Regions from separate parts of the Oryzias latipes genome. Here region 2 is linked to region 1. A link is a contact called in public Hi-C data. All regions are on one chromosome and are shown on one strand. Each heading gives the region's core, a stretch centred on a gene start, on an enhancer-like site or on the middle of the called end of the contact. The rest is flanking DNA. Distances are from core to core; before and after follow the strand shown.

Region 1 (3,709 bases), core at 553-3,052:
GGGAGGTAATGCATCCTAAATGTTATTCTTTTATAACAACATTTCATTTTTACTCATCAGAGAGAGGTCAAGTGCTGAGGCTGTCTTTAATCTTACTGGTACCCAGCTAAAATGTTGAGAACGCAACCGTTTTGCCATGCTTTTATGGAAATAACTCCCTCTAGAGGTGATAGCGTGAGATAACGTTGAGTTTAATAAAGATTTCCTCCTTTACCACCAAAGCCATCCTATTCTCTTCGATGTAAAAGGGGAAATTTGGGGGATTTTGGCTTTGATCACTCTGTTTATGTCAAAGATTTTGGTCAGGAAGCAAGATTTAGAGGGAAATGTAACTAAACAATTTTTAAAAATAGGTCCAGTTGCTGATAATAAATTGATCTTAAAAGTCTCAAGTGTCTAGACATAAAATAGAAAAGTTTATTATTGTTGTTGTTATTTGAACTAAAACTAAAGAAAAATCCTCTTCCTTGATTCGGTTGATGTGGCTGTTTTCTGGAGCCTTTTCAAAGGGGGCACTCATTCCCCTCAGCATTAAACTCCTGCCATCTTAAACAAAAGAAAAAAATTACACGTCCATCCATTTTGTAACCCTTGTGCTATCCTAGTCACTTTAACGTCGGTAGTTGGGTCATCTAGACCCACTAGACAGTGCACTGAACCTGTTTTATTCAATGATTTGTGATCTTCACTGGTGTCTTTGATTACATGAAATCTTTCCACCTTTGTAATGGTAGGAAGAACACGTCAATGTAAGGGTGGGGTCATCTAAGATAGCACAAGGGTTACAATGTATTTATTTATTTTTTTATTTATTTGTTTATTTTTGCATTGGACTCATCATGTTAGAGGATGCGCTTTCTATTGAAAATCCAAAAGGGAATCATAGAGAAGCACAGTACACGTCTGAGCCCTCGCTGAAATAACTTCAGCATGTCTCCCTCTGTCTCTGACGAGGGGGGTGGATAGGGTGGGGGTGCCCTCTAAATAAACTTTAAAGCTCATAGCTCATAGGGGAGGGGGGCAGTGGAGGGGCTGAAGTCATCAGCGGGACGGGAGAGGGGGGCAGGGGGGGGGGGGGGGGGGGGTAAATGGGTCCGGCACGCAAAGCAGAAAGGCGCTGAAACTGCGGAGATTCACATCGGTTCAGCTGCAGCGAGCAGAGGGAGGCGCGCCTGTGAGAGAAGGAAACACATTTTACAGTTTAATGAAACTTTTCGATCCTGTGTTGGCTTTCACTTTCTGAGTGTGCGCGCATGGTTGCTTCAGTGGATGCTGAGGTGAAGGCGAGACCCTCTGCGCGCTCGGCGTATCATCCAGGCGCACCGGGACGCACGGCGCATCTCCGCTGAGACACGAGCGGAAGAGTTCTGGAGTTCTGAAAAATGGATTTATTACCCCCGAGTTCTTGAGAACCCCTGCGGGCATGCTTTGATATCATCTTTTCTTCTTTAATTATCTCTCCCTGGCGCGCAACAGATGACAGTCCTCCTTTTTGAGACGTGTGGATGTTTTTCCAAGGGAATAGTCTTCATCACTGCGTGGATAACGGATCCCTGACGCAGTCCGGCTTTTTTGGCCCATATGTGGACCCCATACAGGATGTTACAGTCTAAGCGGCCCAGGCATCATTGGGCCACCGTACACTACCACCACCACATAACACCACATAGTTGGGCGTCCTGTTTCGTGTAGGAATTATCCACACTCCAGCTTCTGCCTCTGTCTGGGGCGAGGAAAAAGTGAAAGAAAGTGTTTCGGTGAACATTGACATTGGCTTTACAAGTCTCACCTTTGGGCTACTATGCAATTACAAGTCATCTCCTTTGTTTTGATCATCTTGCACTGCATGGATTTCACTGGTTGTCAGCCGCACAGCAGCTCCAGGCACCCGCAGCATAAATGTAAGTAGCACGCTGCCTGAGTGAGGTCATACAAGTGAGAGATTTTATTCTTTAATGTTTGCTCTTTATTTCAAATTTGTTACATTTGTGTCAAAACTACTTCTTATGAGGAGCTGTTGGATTCTGCAACCACAGAGAAACCCCAATTATTATTTGAACTTTCTTAATGATTGTTTTGGGTACATTGTCTTACCGTGTGCAATTTTAGACTTGTGGGTTATCAAACAATAGTTTTAAGAGCAAAAACAAATTTCCTAGGACAGTTTGGATTTCAAAGACTGCACAGTAGTGTGAATTTTTCTCATTTGTGCGCACTTAAGTGATTTAATAGCTCAATTGAACAGTGGCAGCTGAGGCCCGCTGCGCCTCTTTACGCGCACTCTCCTGCCTCCCGTCGCTCTCTAGCGGCCAGCGCAGCAGACTTCAAGCATTTTCCAGGCTGCTGTCAGGGCTATAAAGTCTGTTCAATGCTCATGTGAACATCCAAGCTTTTGCTTCCCATGTTCAGCGCACTTTTCAGACTTTGTGGCAGTTTCAACCTTTCTTGTGATGTGGACAGTGGGGTTTCTTCTCTATGCCACCAGTCACTTGTATCCTTAGACATATCAGGATCTAAAAATTAATGCAAAATGAACGTAAGGGGTCCAACTTCTTTCATCTTTCATAATGGTTTAGCATAATGTATAATCTCTTAATCTTTAACCAGATTTTTCTTTTTCATTTTGTTTCATGACTATGAAAAATAGGAATCAATAAAGCATTTTTTGTACTGCCCACATTGACTTTATCATTGAGGGTCTCCAGATGTGCTCTGTGATTAATTCCATTGCAGAAGAGCAATGATAACTGGAATATTCCGTGTATCACTTGCCAGCGTGTGCTAAAACTGTCTATGATGCAGTAGGGTTGACCTTCAGAGAGACGTTTTTATCCCTGCCACCTGGGATTGAACCTTCTTTGTGTTCTTCTTGCCTTTGGTCACACATCGTAGATCAGATTACCAGTGATTGCTACATCCAGCATTAATTCTGCTAATCCTGACTGTGTTTGCTATACAAATGTAGAAATATTTAATTAGGAAAGTCTACTTTATGTGCAAGGATCTACAGATTTGTTCTTGTTTGGTGTCCAAAAAGCCTCATTAGAAAGGAAGAGGAAATCCTTGTTTGGAAAGCTTTTCTTTGTCTTCTTCAACTAAACTCCCCTTTAGCTAAGATGCCTTCTGTGAATTCAGATTCCTTGTTAGTCTGGGGTTACTTTGCCGCTGTGCAAAATGATAAACCAGTACGTAGCTTTTTTGCTGAAAAACTTCAGTCAAAAAAAAGTTAACCATGGGCCAATGAACAATGTTTCAGTTGTCCAAATAGAAGGACAACATCAGGAGTGGATCGGGTCCAGTCCACTCTGACTCAGTAACTTTTAATTGATGTGTTCTTCAAAGAATCCCAGACTTCCTCCGAGGATGCCCATATCTAAAACCCCTAGAGATATCAGGGAGGATGGAGGGATTAGTTAAGGAAGGGGTGAAGGAGTGCAGACTTTTGAGGGAGAAAGAGCGAGCATGGAGTCAATGACCATTCAGTTAACCAGGCCAGACAGCATCCAAGTTTCCTGTCTGTGATGATGCATCCGTAAAAACCAATGCCTTGGTGTGGTGTACACTTAAAAGGGTAATGAGAAAGATCTTGATATTGGATAGTTTAGGAGATGTTTTATAACATCTGTGCTTTTTTCACATGCATCTTTGTTGATGTGTTGCACAAGATGCTACTGTCCACCCGGGGTTCCATGAGCGCAAGGGCAGGGCC
Region 2 (3,709 bases), core at 714-3,213, 150 kb before region 1:
AAACTCCTCTGACTAACAGCATGTTAAAAGCTCGTCAAACATTGCTTTTATTTTAAAGGATAAGCCTTCATTTCTGAAAACATGTTAGCGTCACATTTTCATGGAGAATGTGATCAAATGAATGCGTAATAGAATTTATAGTATAAATATGGCTGCTGCTCTTTACGTTTATGGACAGCCACCTCTCCTCTCCGGAGTTTAATTACATCATCTGGTGCTGACATCTTCAGTTACATGAAACGACGGCTTTGGTTTCACTATTTCAACAGGCTTTGTTGTTTAAGCCAGTTTTGACCTACAGTACAAGTTTAAATAAAGCATTGGTTGGTTTCACATGTTCATGAAGTTTAATGACAACAAACAAAATAGCGAGATGATGTCTGTTGTTTCTGAGATCTCTCTTGTGTGACTTATGCCTCCAGAGGAGTCGGATGGAGTTCATGCTATAGCACCAGACCGCCTGTCACAGACAGGTCCGTGTTCACTGTGGGGGTTCTTTGGCGGCTCCATACTCGCACTGTCACTGCACAAAAACCGACACACAATAGTGTTTAAGATGTACTTCACTAGTGAAGATTAGTTTATATTTTAAATAGCAGCTAGATTTTAGTTTGTTTTCCTGAGCTATCTGTTAATAGAAATGATATTATAATGTAAACAAAGGCATCCTCTCCTATTGGAGTTTTCTAGGTCATTGTTCCAGAGTGATAACTACATGATCGTCCTTCCCCTGCCAAAGCATCTCTCCCTCAAAGTGTACCAGTCTTTGCTTCCTGGCGCGTAAAAGAATTCCCACCAGTTTATTAGAGATAGTCACATAATGCTCAAACAGCTTCCCAAATTCCACTGTAATGACCGTCCCAGTTCCGTCTCTTTCCTTCAGCTCTCCGATGCTCCGAATCACCTGGCAGAGCTCCTGGACCTCTCTGCTGATGAGCGTTTGAGCATCCCTGCCACGCTGCTCCGTCAGGGATCCCTGCAGGGGTCTCCCATAATCCTCCTGTCCCCTCTGATGAACTGTCCCGTCGGGTGTGGTGTGATGGCTGAAGGGATTGTGCTTCTGGTAGTCCTGCCGCTCACTGGACCACCTCTGCCAGTTCTCTTTGAGGCCTTTGACAGAAACACTGTGCTCTGCAGCAGAATCACTGGACTGAGCAGGAGCACAAAGGTCCCCCTCAGGCTCCATGGTGGTCCCCTCCCATGAGTCCAGTCATTTCTGTGTACAAGAGCATTTTTATTATCATTCTAAATGCAACTAAATGTTTTTTCCCCTCTTTCTTAGGTCTAAATCTAAGTGATCATTGATTGGGACTAAAACAAACGCATTCTGTTAATTGCCACATTTAAAGTAAAGAAAAAAAAACTAAACTTACATGTAGCTGACTCATTTGTTCACTTTCCTTCACCAAAAGTGACTCGTCATTTTGCAGCCAAAATGCAGCAATTTCTGATTACACTGTTACAACTCAGCGCGTTTAATGGAGCCAGCAGCTTTGCTGACAATGGCAGGAGTGCAGAATGCTTATGAAGCGCCAAGCTAAGTCACGCTGATTGGCATGTTTATCGACCAATAGCGTGGAAGTGTTTGAATAGCGAGCCAATCACTGTCTAGAAGGAGGAGCTTGAGTAGGTGTCACTGAAGCAAAGCAGATTAATGTCAGCATATACTCTTCACATTTATTCCACGCAAAGTAAGACAATAAACTAACATGCTCAAGAAATTGGAGCAGTTGCTTTCATTCTATGGGGGGCGGGGTCCATGGGGCAAACATTAAAAAAATAACAATTTCACAGATTAACAAACTGAGAAAGCCACGATGTCAAGATTATTTAGTGTTTTATTTTACCTTATTTTTTTTTTTACTTTTGAAATTATACATGTTTATGTGTTCTATGTAATTTTCGTCTAAGCGGTACGTTTCGTCAGGACCGAGTTTCCAGCCGGATATGTTATGAGGTACAACAAAGATGGCTACCCCCTGTAGCAGTTCACGCCTCCGGTATTTAATACATCTTGCACACGATAATGTGGATTTCAGGTTACCGGTAAATATTTGTTATTTTTTACTTGTCGGTGTTGCTTTAGCCGTTAGTTTAAATGTTTAATTTGGTATTCTTTCGTAAACCACCTACTATTCTCTTTCATTTTCTTTTTACTGTGCTAGTGTTAGCTTTAGCTTGTTTGTTAAACAGTAGAAATGCAGCCCATTTTTATGCCTCAATCATGAAGTGACAACTGCTGACAGTGATTAAAATTGAACGCATTTGCTAGTTTAAACAGTTTTCAGGTTGAAAATCTCTGGCCCCCTTCTTACTGAATTCTTCTCCCACTTTATTGTGGTAACAAATCTACAGTGGTGGACAAAGTTGTTGGTTGGTATCCCTCAGTGAAAAGAAAGAAAGTCCACAATGCTCACTGAAATGACCTGTAATGCTCAAAAGTAACAAATTAAAATTGAAAATTAAATAATTGAAATCAGCCATTACTTTTGAGTTGTTGATTAACAGGATTATTTAAAAAAAAAAAAAAACGAATTAAATAGGGCTGGACAAAAATGATGGTACCCATAACTTAATGTTTTGTTGCACAACCTTTGAGGCAATCACTGCAATTAAACAGTTTCTGTATTTGTCAATGAACCTTCTGCACCTGTCCACAGGTATTTTGGCCCACTCCTCATGAGCAAACTGCTCCAGTTGTCTCAGGTTTGACGGGTGTCTTCTCCAAATGGCATGTTTCAGCTCCTTCCACAGATGTTCAATGGGATTCAGATCTGGGCTCATAGAAGGCAACTTCAGAATAGTCCAACGCTTTTCTCTGAGCCATTCTTGGGATTTTTGGCTGTGTGTTTTGGATCGTTGTCCTGTTGGAAGACCCATGACCTGCGACTGAGACCAAGCTTTCTGACACTAGGCAGCACATTTCTACCCAGAATGCCTTGATAATGTGGAGATTTCATTTGACCTTGCACAACTTCAAGACACCCTGTGGCAGATGCAGCAAAGCAGCCCCAAAACAGAACGGAGCCTCCTCCATGTTTCACAGTAGGGACAGTGTTCTTTTCGTTGTATACTTCATTTTTGAGTCTACCAACATAGAGCTGATGTGCCTTACCAAAAAGCTCCAGTTTTGTCTCATCTGTCCAAAGGACATCTTCCCAGAAGCTTTGTGGCTTTTTAACATGCTTTTTTGCAAATGTCAAGTCAACTTTATTTAATTGCAGTGTTTGCCTCAAAAGGTTGTGCAACAAAATATTAAGTTATGGGTACCATCATTTTTGTCCAGCCCTATTTGTTTCGTTTTTTTTTTTTTTAATAATTCTGTTAATCAACAACTCAAAAGTAATGGCTGATTTTAATTATTTAATCTTCAATCAATTTTAATTTATTGTTACTTTTGAACGTTTCAAGTCATTTCAGTGAGCATTGTTGTGGACTTTCTTTCTTTAACTGAGGGGTACCAACAATTTTGTCCACCACTTTACACACGTATGCAACTTCAAAATTATTTTTAAAGGGTCCGTAATATAAACGTTTTGGTTGAATAAAATAAAAATACACAGTCGAAAATATTTCCACAGCATTTAAAAGCTGGAGACATTCATTCCACTCAACATACATTGTTGAAAAAGGAGGCACATTTTTTTCAAATTTTGCTGTGGAGTGAAAACATTTTAGTCCAATCTCTGAAGAAATATCTCAGAGTAAA

What was found. A called contact is a pair of places that touch in the nucleus more often than the background predicts.
Region 2: a contact with region 1 is called in a Hi-C map of fibroblasts, with 3 times the contacts expected there. The contact joins the promoter of trmt11 here to the promoter of rspo3 in region 1. A contact is called at or near these places in 2 of 5 Hi-C or Micro-C datasets (embryo and fibroblasts).

Annotation. Positions count from the first base shown.
Region 1 is chr16:14,060,674-14,064,382 of ASM223467v1, reverse strand. rspo3 (R-spondin 3) reads left to right here and starts at 1,802. Exons shown (of 6, transcript NM_001252249.1): 1 at 1,802-1,901. The coding sequence starts at 1,802.
Region 2 is chr16:14,206,513-14,210,221 of ASM223467v1, reverse strand. It overlaps trmt11 (tRNA (guanine(10)-N2)-methyltransferase homolog), which reads left to right and starts at 1,963. Exons shown (of 13, transcript XM_004077776.3): 1 at 1,963-2,046. The coding sequence starts at 1,969.